Linked DNA regions of Mus musculus: region 1 is linked to region 2. The links are chromatin contacts, called in public promoter capture Hi-C maps. All regions are on one chromosome and are shown on one strand. The core of a region is the stretch at or near the end of the contact, and the rest is flanking DNA. Distances in the headings are between cores, read along the strand shown. Region 1 holds the start of 4931408D14Rik (RIKEN cDNA 4931408D14 gene). Region 2 holds the start of Ppp1r3c (protein phosphatase 1, regulatory subunit 3C).

What was found. Promoter capture Hi-C pulls out the DNA fragments that hold promoters and counts their contacts.
Region 1: a contact with region 2 is called in a promoter capture Hi-C map of 3T3-L1-derived adipocytes, with 3 times the contacts expected there. A contact is called at or near these places in 2 of 39 promoter capture datasets (the 3T3-L1 cell line and 3T3-L1-derived adipocytes).

Annotation. Positions count from the first base shown.
Region 1 is chr19:37,262,178-37,267,243 of GRCm38.p6, forward strand. 4931408D14Rik (RIKEN cDNA 4931408D14 gene) reads right to left here and starts at 1,918. Exons shown (of 3, transcript NR_040299.1): 1 at 1,677-1,918; 2 at 1,420-1,558.
Region 2 is chr19:36,734,462-36,739,118 of GRCm38.p6, forward strand. Ppp1r3c (protein phosphatase 1, regulatory subunit 3C) reads right to left here and starts at 2,143. Exons shown (of 2, transcript NM_016854.2): 1 at 2,092-2,143. The coding sequence starts at 2,105.

The DNA.
Region 1 (5,066 bases), core at 668-3,167, 530 kb after region 2:
AACTTTTAAAAGGTTTGGGTTTTTTCCCTCCTAATGTGTATAATACACAAATATATTTAACAAAAACATGAAAGAGAGAGAGCGATCCTACTCTATTTGACACAGATTTAGTGTGATTGTGTGAAAGATCAGGTTTTATGACCTCACCTATTTATAAAATGTGAAAGAGATGTTGAATTTGTGATAAACATAGCAACAGCAAACAGCATAAAATTAAAGACCAGCTGAGTATGTGAGCCCAGGGCTGATGCCCTCTTACTTCAATTCAACAGAACTGAGTGTTGACCTGAGGGCACCAGACACCAGATTAAACAGTGAATTAAATGTGCGTAAGAGGTTGGAGATGTTTCCCATTAGTCATCAAAGAATGAATGTGGACATTTACCTCCACTTGCCAACGCAAACCTCACTAGCATAACAGCAGAGATTTAAGTTTAAAGGTCAACCTCAGAATAAACAGGCCCTGCAAGGAGAAACAGAAGCACGAAACCTGATATATGTTAGCTTTTCAGCAAACACGAGAAAACCCAAATGAGTAGGCAGGCCTTGTGCCTCATCCTGTAATCCTATCACTGGGGAAGCTGAGGCAGGAGGATCACCTTGAATTCAAAACCAGTCTGGACTACATAGCAAGCTACTGCAGAGAAAGGTTAGAGACATGACTTAGGCTTAAGAAAACACACACTCTCTCACATACACATGTACACACATACACATACACATTCATTCATACAATATACTCATTCATATATATATATATATATATATATATATATATATATATATATATACACGCACATAGTTAAATATACACACTCACAATACACATAACACATTCATACACACTAACTCATATGTGTATATGTATAGTTACATATGCATACTCTCACATATTCATAACACAGTATACATTCATACTCATACATATATACACACTCATACACAAGCATTTACTCATATACTCACTCATATACACATACTCTTTTTTTATACACACATACACAATACACACTCATATACACAATTTAAATAATAAATATATTTATGAAATTGAAAGAGAGAGGTTAAGTCAGCAAGGTGTACCTGCAATTTTTTCCCCTGCTGAGTACTTAAAAGCTCTGAACAGCAGAATGGGGAGGGAGTCAGTCAGTCAATTGAGAATTCATGTCTGATCCCTAGCACACACACAAATCAGGCCTGGTAGCACACACTTGTAACCCCAGTGCGGGCAAGGCAAAGGCAGGACAGTCCCTAGGCTTTGGTGGCCAGCCAGCCTATCCTTCTTTGTGAGCACCGTTTCAAGAGCAAGATAGATAGCTCCTGGAAAATAATATCCAAGGACGACTTCTGCCGCCCTCCCTCGCCCCCCCCCAGCCCCCCCCCCCCACACACACACTGAAGGGATGAACAAGGACTCACTGCAAATAAGATTTACAGTGATACAGGTTACAATGCTCACTGCACGGGCAGACCATTGGAGATTTACTCTCCCAAGTGACGACTCAGCAAAGCTCTGGACTTCAGGGCCTCAGTCACCCCTGCAGGCAGCAAGGCTGTTCTGAAAAGAAGAGAATCCATAAGTGCCTAGGCGCCTAGCCACGCCCCATTCCCACAAACCCTTGTCTGCTCAGCATCCTGGATGGTAGCAGGTAATTTCGGTGTGGCTTTCAGGCTACCTTTACTGTTTCTGATTTCTTGTAGAAGTCCACATTGCAATTCCTTTCTGGGTGGCGGTTTGGTAACGTATCAGAATCCTTAACCGTGGTTGTTAGGCGCGAGGACCCACAGCTTCGTGGCTGTCCTGGGCTTCTCTGACCTCAGCTCCAGCTTCGAGGGACTCCGGGCTGACCCAGAGTTTGCCAGAGCTGCAGGAGGTGTTGGATCACTCAGAGAAGATGTTTGTGCAAAGCGAAAGTCTACTGAAAACTGCTCAACAAGGCACTGGACGCTATGGTCAAAGTGCACACGGTATTGCCAAACATCAAGAGTTTTGAAGAAGAGCCAACAACAGTTTTGAGCAATTTGGGTGAAGGAGGGCGTTCTTTCTGACTGGACATGTGACCCTTGCCCCTAGTTCCGGGCTGCTGTTCTGTGGATCCAACTCTTGTTTGTAAATCAGCCTCAGAGGCTGAAGATGTCTGTCTGCCTCCCAGAGGATGGGCGACTTCAGGGATAGGACTCAAAGAGAGCAAGCTCCGAGCTTCCAGGCACAGAGCCAGCTGGTGCAAGGAAAACGACCAGGGGCAAAAAGGAGCACCACACAAAACAAACGCAGTCTATTGTCCAAAAAGACCTACAGTCATTAATATGATCAAGCTGAACAGCAGGGAGTCAAAATAGCCAAGGGAACAGAAAACCATTTAACAAAAACACAAAAAAGGCTCAATCCATTAGCGCTCAATACTCCAGCAACGCACCAGACAGTAATCGACCTATCAGAGAGAAAATGCACAAAGCCAAGTGGAACCTAGCCAGTCCTAGCCGGTGCCGTTAGTCATCTGGATCTGTTGACATTTGAAGAACACTCATCCGACAAGTATGGGTGAACATCACTCTCAAATTCAGATAAAATATTCGCTGAGGTTACATTCCAGACTGAAAACCACACTTAAACAAGCTTAAAAACAAAAGCCCTAGAAAATAGGCGTCGGCATCTGGCATGATAACACTCACCTCTCATCCCAGCACTCAGGACTGTGAGCTAGAAGCTTGGCCTCTAGCAAGCCACTATCTGGAAGCAAACAAATGCATGATCTTGGAGTTGAGTGAAATTAAACTAAGAATAGTGGAAACATTGCCGGGAAACCTCTAAATATTTGACAAATGCACGCTATATTTCTAAACTGGTGACACATGCTGTTAGACCCAAATACTTGCCAGCAGAGGTAGGAGGATTTTTTTTTTTTTTGAGTCCACAAAGTCCAAGGTCATACTAGACTAGGCTTACCATCTTAGAATTGCAAAAAACAAAAGGCACATCACCACCCAAAACAAACCAAAATGAATTTATTTCTAAATGTCACATAGGTCAAAGATGTCTCAAGAGAAACCTGAATATTTTTTTTTTAAGATTTATTTATTTATTATATGTAAGTACACTGTAGCTGTCTTCAGACACTCCAGAAGAGGGCGTCAGATCTTGTTACAGATGGCTGTGAGCCACCATGTGGTTGCTGGGATTTGAACTCTGGACCTTCGGAAGAACAGTTGGGTGCTCTTACCCACTGAGCCATCTCACCAGCCCGAAACCTGAATATTTTAAACTGAATGAAAATATAATGTATTCAAATGTGTGTGTGATACAACAAAAACAGAGTTGGGGTGGGGCAGATCTGCAACACTGAATAGCACATGTAAGAAAACAGTGGCCAGTGTAGGTGCCTGCAGCCTTGGCACTTAGGAAGAAAAATGATGAAAAATATCTGTAGATACAAGCGATGTAATTAGGTGAATAAGATACATTTGTAGTACTAATTTTTCCAAATTAGTTTTAAAATCAGTTCCTGGCGTTTTCTCCAATGATGACAAGAATTCTTTGGAGGGGAAACAACAGGACCAAGAATAATCTCACCTACCTTCTTTTTGGACAGGGTCTAGCTGTGTAGCCCCAGCTAAGCCTAAAACTTGCCATCCTCCTGTCTCAACCTCCTAAGTTCTGGGATTACAGGTGTGCACGCCTGGCTCTTGTCACATTTTTTGCTGATTTCTATATTACATAAATGGGAGTTGGCGGTGACATCAGGTTTTGTGTGGAACAGTCTCACTGAGAAGTGCTTTGTCTCCGCCTCGTGGTCAGGACTGGCTTTGCACTGTCAGCAGCACCCTTCCGCAGGCTAGTTCAATCAGAATGGCTAGAATAGCATCAGAATATGATCTAAATAAAACTCAACGAAGTTCTTATCATACAGATCAAAGTGTGGATACTTCGATTCTTCTTAGAAGGTGGAACAAAAAACCCGTGGAAGGAGTTACAGAGACTGAAGGATAGGCCATCCAGAGACTGTCCCACCTGGGGATCCATCCCATATACAACCACCAAACTCAGACACTATTGTGGATGCCAACACGAGCTTGCTGACAGGAGCCTGATATAGCTGTCTCCTGAGAGGCTCTGCCAGCGCCTGACATATACAGAAGTGGATGCTCACAGCTATCCCTGGGACTAAACCACCAACCAAAGAAAACACACGGTGGGACTCATGGCTCCAGCTGCATATGTAACAGAGGATGGCCTAGTCAGTCATCAATGGGAGGAGAGGCCCTTGGTCCTGTGAAGGTTCTATGCCCCAGTATAGGGGAATGCCAGAGCCAGGAAGCAGGAGTCTGTGGGTTGGGGAGCAGGGGGTGGAGGAAGGGGATAGGGGATTTTCGGAGGGGAAACAATGAAAGGGGATAACATTTGAAATGTGAATAAAGAAAATAATCTAAAAAAAAAAAAAAACCCAAACAACAACAAAAAACCCTCAAAGAAAAAGGTGGGCATGGTGGCAGACTCCTTTAATCCCAGCACTTCGGAGGCAGAGACAAAGCAAATCTGTGTGAGTTCAAGGCTAGCCTAGAATAAACAGTGTGACCCTGTCTTTTAAAAAAGGCTGGCAAGATGGAAGATGGTACAGCTAGTAACTCACTTGCTGCCAAGTCCAAGGACCTGTGCTCATTCCCTGAGGTCCACTTGGTAGAAAGAGAACCACCCGCTTATTATCCTGCCCTCCACATTGGTGGTGTGGCACGGGCACCTCTCACCCGCCCCCCTCCACCTCAAAACACTCACACACTTTTTATTTTTATTTTTTTAAAGCCAGGAGTGGTACGGCTTAGCTGGCCAGCGGACCCCAGGGCAATGAAGGATGCTGTTTTATAACACAAGGTGCAAAGCACCTGAGGAGTGACACCAGAAGACTCTGACACTCCCATGAACACACACATCATTTTAAAATATTAAAGTAAAAAAAAAATAACTTCCCAATTGATCAGTGTTCTACAGCAGAGATGCCGAGATGATGGTCTCACAGTTGGAATAGATGCCAGCGCCTCCCCCCAGCCTCCATGAAGCAGTGTGCTACATA
Region 2 (4,657 bases), core at 893-3,392:
TATCACGTGGAGAAAAGGAGAGCACTGGGGTGATGAGATCTACAGTCTAGCTCTGTGCTTGGCAGGCTGCTGGGCCCATGTGTAAACTGCCTGAAACACTCAGAGAGGATTCAGTTTCTCCATCTGAGAAACAAGAGGGCTCTATCTGAACAAGTCTGACACAGCTCTTGGAATTATGTACTCTGTTCTGGGCCAGTGGTTCTTAAACCTGTCAGATCAACAAGACCTGAGAAGTTTCTTTCCTTTAGAAAAAAAAAATTCAGATTCCGGGGACTTAAAACCACTACAGTAGAGCTTCATGGCATGGAGCCAGAAAGGTAAATATGTTCTTAAAGCTTCCCCCAAAAGAGTCCATTGGCCAGACAGCTTCTTCCATTATCACAGTCCCAGCCTCTCGCTCCCTCTGGCTGCTGTTTCCTATTTTGGCTCTCGAACCGGTTTTACTTCTCAGGAGAAGTAATCCACTTGGGAAACAATAAATGAAGCAATTCTTAAAATGTCATGCTGTCCTTAGAGTGACAGTAGGTGACGCTTGTTAAAAGAAAGAATGACTTTTTCATTTTATCACAGTCATCCTCATTTTTTCACAAATGACCAACTGCAACACCAGCCAACATCTCACAGACTAAAGGAAAAACTTTAAACAATCTACAGTTCATATAGAAAGATGCCCATGACAGGTCCAACTATAAAGGGAATAGCTACCTGCAGGGATAACAGACTTGTTCATTCTGACCAGTAATAACCACTTTACTATAGCTCTGTCTTGTAGCCTGCAGTGTACATTATATATACACAACATAAAGTAGTTTTAAAAACTGATAACCAGAAAATGAGCTGTTTTAAAATACACTGAAGATATATGAATTTATAAATACTGAAAACTACAAAGGAAAACACTAAGATGTTCATTATCTTTGACTGATGGAATTATAGCATCTACTGGTTTGGGCTTCTATGATGTTTCCTGTTGTTGAGCAGGTCCTATTTACAAGTAGGAAGGCAATAACAATAGTTTGCATCAAACAAAGAACCATCCATCAAGACTTTTCTGGCCTTTCTTTCCCTTGAACCACACTATAATTCCACACTTACAGAATTAGGTTTTTCCTCTCCAATGTCAGCCTTATAAATCAAAGAAACATGAAATACAGTAGGTGCCATTTTGGAGTCTGGGGCTTTATTAATTATTTATTCTTTAACAGTTTATATATGTATATAACATATTTTGATCATAAATATAGTCTGGCTTGAAGAATTCTCTTCATACCAGTGCTAAGCACAGCACCCTGTATATGGTCATCATCACAAAGTGGCCTGTAAAGAATGTATACTGAACTCACTTTAATAGCTCTAGGGTTTTTCTGAGAGGATTACAAACTTCCAGCAACAAAACCTCAAAGTCTATTTGTCTCACAACCATTAAGAGGCAGGATTTGGGGAGGGAGAATTCTTGGACTAAGTTACAACTGGAGATGCAACATTTCGTGAGATGGTCTTGGTTGCCTGGTTGATGGAGCTGTTGTTCGTTTTTTATTGGTTGAGCTGTTCTTGTTTTTCTTTTTGTTTTAGTTTTTTTGGTTTTTTTCCTTTTTTACTCCTGCATTTATAGAAAGTTTTAGTAGTGGGCTATTTCCCTGGAATTCTAAGTCCTGGCCAAGAGTTAAAAATAATAGCTTGCTCAAACTCTAAGACTGCATTTTCTATGACAAACCAGGAGAGGGGAAGTGGGGAAAGAAGAAATGCAAAATCCTCTACCTTTTGCCACAGGCTAAACTACCTCATCAATAAAACTAAGCTGCACCCAAGTGTTTGGGTCTTTGAGCTCAAAGGCAACAGAGTCACTTCAGCAAAGGAATCCCAGCTAAAACTGACTCACTAAGGCAGTTTCTACTGTGAGATGTAGATTCCCAAAACAGGCGCTAAGAAATACAACTCAAATTCCATCCCTTCAAAGCCTCCGGGACGATTCAACTCAGCCATCAACCTGGGAGTCTCCCATCTGCAGAGAAGACAAAACCACAAAAGCCCCCAAAGTCCCCGCAGCTGCAGGCTCCCCTCCATTCGGGCGCAGAGTTGCACTGAACCTACCTGGTGCAGCTCATTGGACCGAGAGGCAGCGGCGACCGCGACAACCGCACCCTGAGCAACTTCGCACTCAGTACTTAAGAGGATGCAGCGCCGCGGTCCAGCCGGCCGACTGACCGCAGGCAACCGGGAGGCAGCTTATCAAAGCCAGATCACGTGAACCGGTCCCTCCGACCAATCAAAGGCCGTGCGCCCTGACCAACCACTGTGCAGCTGGGGCACGAGCCCCTGCCCCTGGAACGTGATCACCGCGGGGCTGGATGTGACCAGAGCGTGCTGGAAGGCGGCCGTAGAGTCCCTGAGCCCTGGGCCAGCGGGATCCAGCCGTGTTCCCGGAGCCTGGCGTGCAGCACGTAGCTCACGGCTCGCAGCTGGCCTTCTGCAGCTTGTGCGAGCCTGGCGGGGTCTTCTATGGAAACGCGTAGGTCTGTGCAGAGTTGAATCTGAGCTCAGAAAGTTGTGGCTCCGCCCGGTGTCTGTGTTATTTGAAATGCTTGTGATGCTCCTTGCTTTGTGTCCAAGCACCTTGGCCCAAGCAAAGAGAAGTTGGCTGGCTCTTCTTCCTCCACAAATAAAGTCACACAGCCACTCAAATGTTAAGAAAACACGTGAGCCCATGAAACGAAGTGGCCGTGTGTGTGTGTGTGTGTGTGTGTGTGTGTGTGTGTGTTTCCCTCTGAAGACAGAGGCAGAGAGGGCCAGTCTGTACAGCCTAGCGAGACTCTGCCTCTGAATAAGCAAATGGAGACTATGTGCTGACCTATTCAGTTCTCTGCTTGGGAGAGAGAACTATAGGCCAACATGAAGTTACTGTCCTTGCTCATTGTCACCAATTGCAGCAGACAGCCCAAATCCCTAGACTGAGTTATGACATCCTTAGGCAGAGGTCAAAATCACAGTTGATTTCATGCCCTACCCACCCAGCGGCTTTCGCTGAGATTTCTTTCTTTTCTTCTGTGCACATAACCAACACAAAGCAAAACTAAAATAAATATTTTTTAAAGAAACGTCTACTGAACATCACAGAGGAAAAAACTTGATAATTGGACTTTTAAAAACTAAAAAGTTCGACCGGGTGTGGTGGTGCATGCCTTTAATCCCAGCACTCTGAAGGCAAGAGTCTGGAGGATCTCTGTGAGTTCGAAGCCAGCCTGATCTACAGGATGAGTTTCAGTAGTTACACAGAGAAACCCTGTTGGGGGGAGAGAGAGCAAGGCGCGCGCACGCGCAGGGGCGGGGGGAGGCATATCTGTTAATCAAATATAAAATTGTTTTCTTCTTTTGTTTTTTGTTCTTCCCCCTTTCCTTTCCTCCCTCCGAACATTCCTACGTTCCTTGGTCTCTTTCAAATTCATGGCCCTTTTTCCCCCTACTTGTTGTTCTATGCGTATGAATACTGATTATTTTTACAAAGTCCATGACCTAGCTCTGCTTGGCTATCTAGAAGCCAATTAGAATGTGCAAAAAATTCCTCTGTCATGTAACTGTCAGACTCAAGAATTGTTACAATGGAGTAAAGAATAAGAACCATGCTATGGGGCTGGAGAACGGCTCAGAGGGTAGGAGTCCCTTGCTCTTCTTTCCACAGACCAGAGAGCAGGTCGTACCACCCAGCTCAGGCGCTCATACACAGCCTGGAACTCCAGCTTCAGGGGCTCTACCGCCCTCCTCTGGCTTTTGCAGGACCTGCACACATGTGCACATAACCAACACAAAGTAAAACTAAAATAAATATTTTTTTAAAGAAACGTCTACTGAACATCACAGAGGAAGAAACTTGATAATTGGACTTTTTAAAGATTTATTTTTATATTAGACATATGAGTGTTTTTTACCCCTCTGTATGTATGCATACCACATACATGTAGTGCCCTCAGAGGTCAGAGGTGGGCACTGGATACCCTGTCATTGGTTGTAAGCCACCACGTGGGTGCTGGGAACCAAACCCTGGTCCTCTACCAAGGGTAACAAGTGCTCTTAGCCGCTGGACCATCCCTCTCTCTCCCTCTCTCTCTCTTGGGCTTTACTTCTGAATAAAGCACCTGACCAACAGCAGAACTAACGCCCCTCTCAAGATGGCCAAGACCACGTGAAAGGCCAATGTTTAGGGTTTTAATCCTCACCTGAACCCAGGCAAGTTCTAGCCTCAGATTCCTGTTGTGCAATATGGAGATGGTAAATTTGCTTTGAGGAATAAACTTGTGTGTATCAGCAACATCCCACGTTAGAGCTCAGTTCAATACTCGATCCTCCTGTGCTCATTTCTACTCTCACCTCAGCAAAGTTAGTACCTGAGAGAAGCAGCAGTCACCACCATGCATGGCTCATTGAGTCTTATCATGGGCCAAGCATGCGCACCATGTCATCTGTTAAATACTTACAGCATCCTACATGGAACTGCCTGTCATAAATACCATCTTAGATAAAGGAAAACCATTAGGAGATCAAGAAACCTGGCCGGGACCTTCCAAGTAGAGTTGTGGCTCTCTGGGATCAGAACCTGCATGCAGGATAACTGCCGTCTGCCCCATTCTGGCTTCCTTTCATTAATGGTCAGTTACAAGGATAA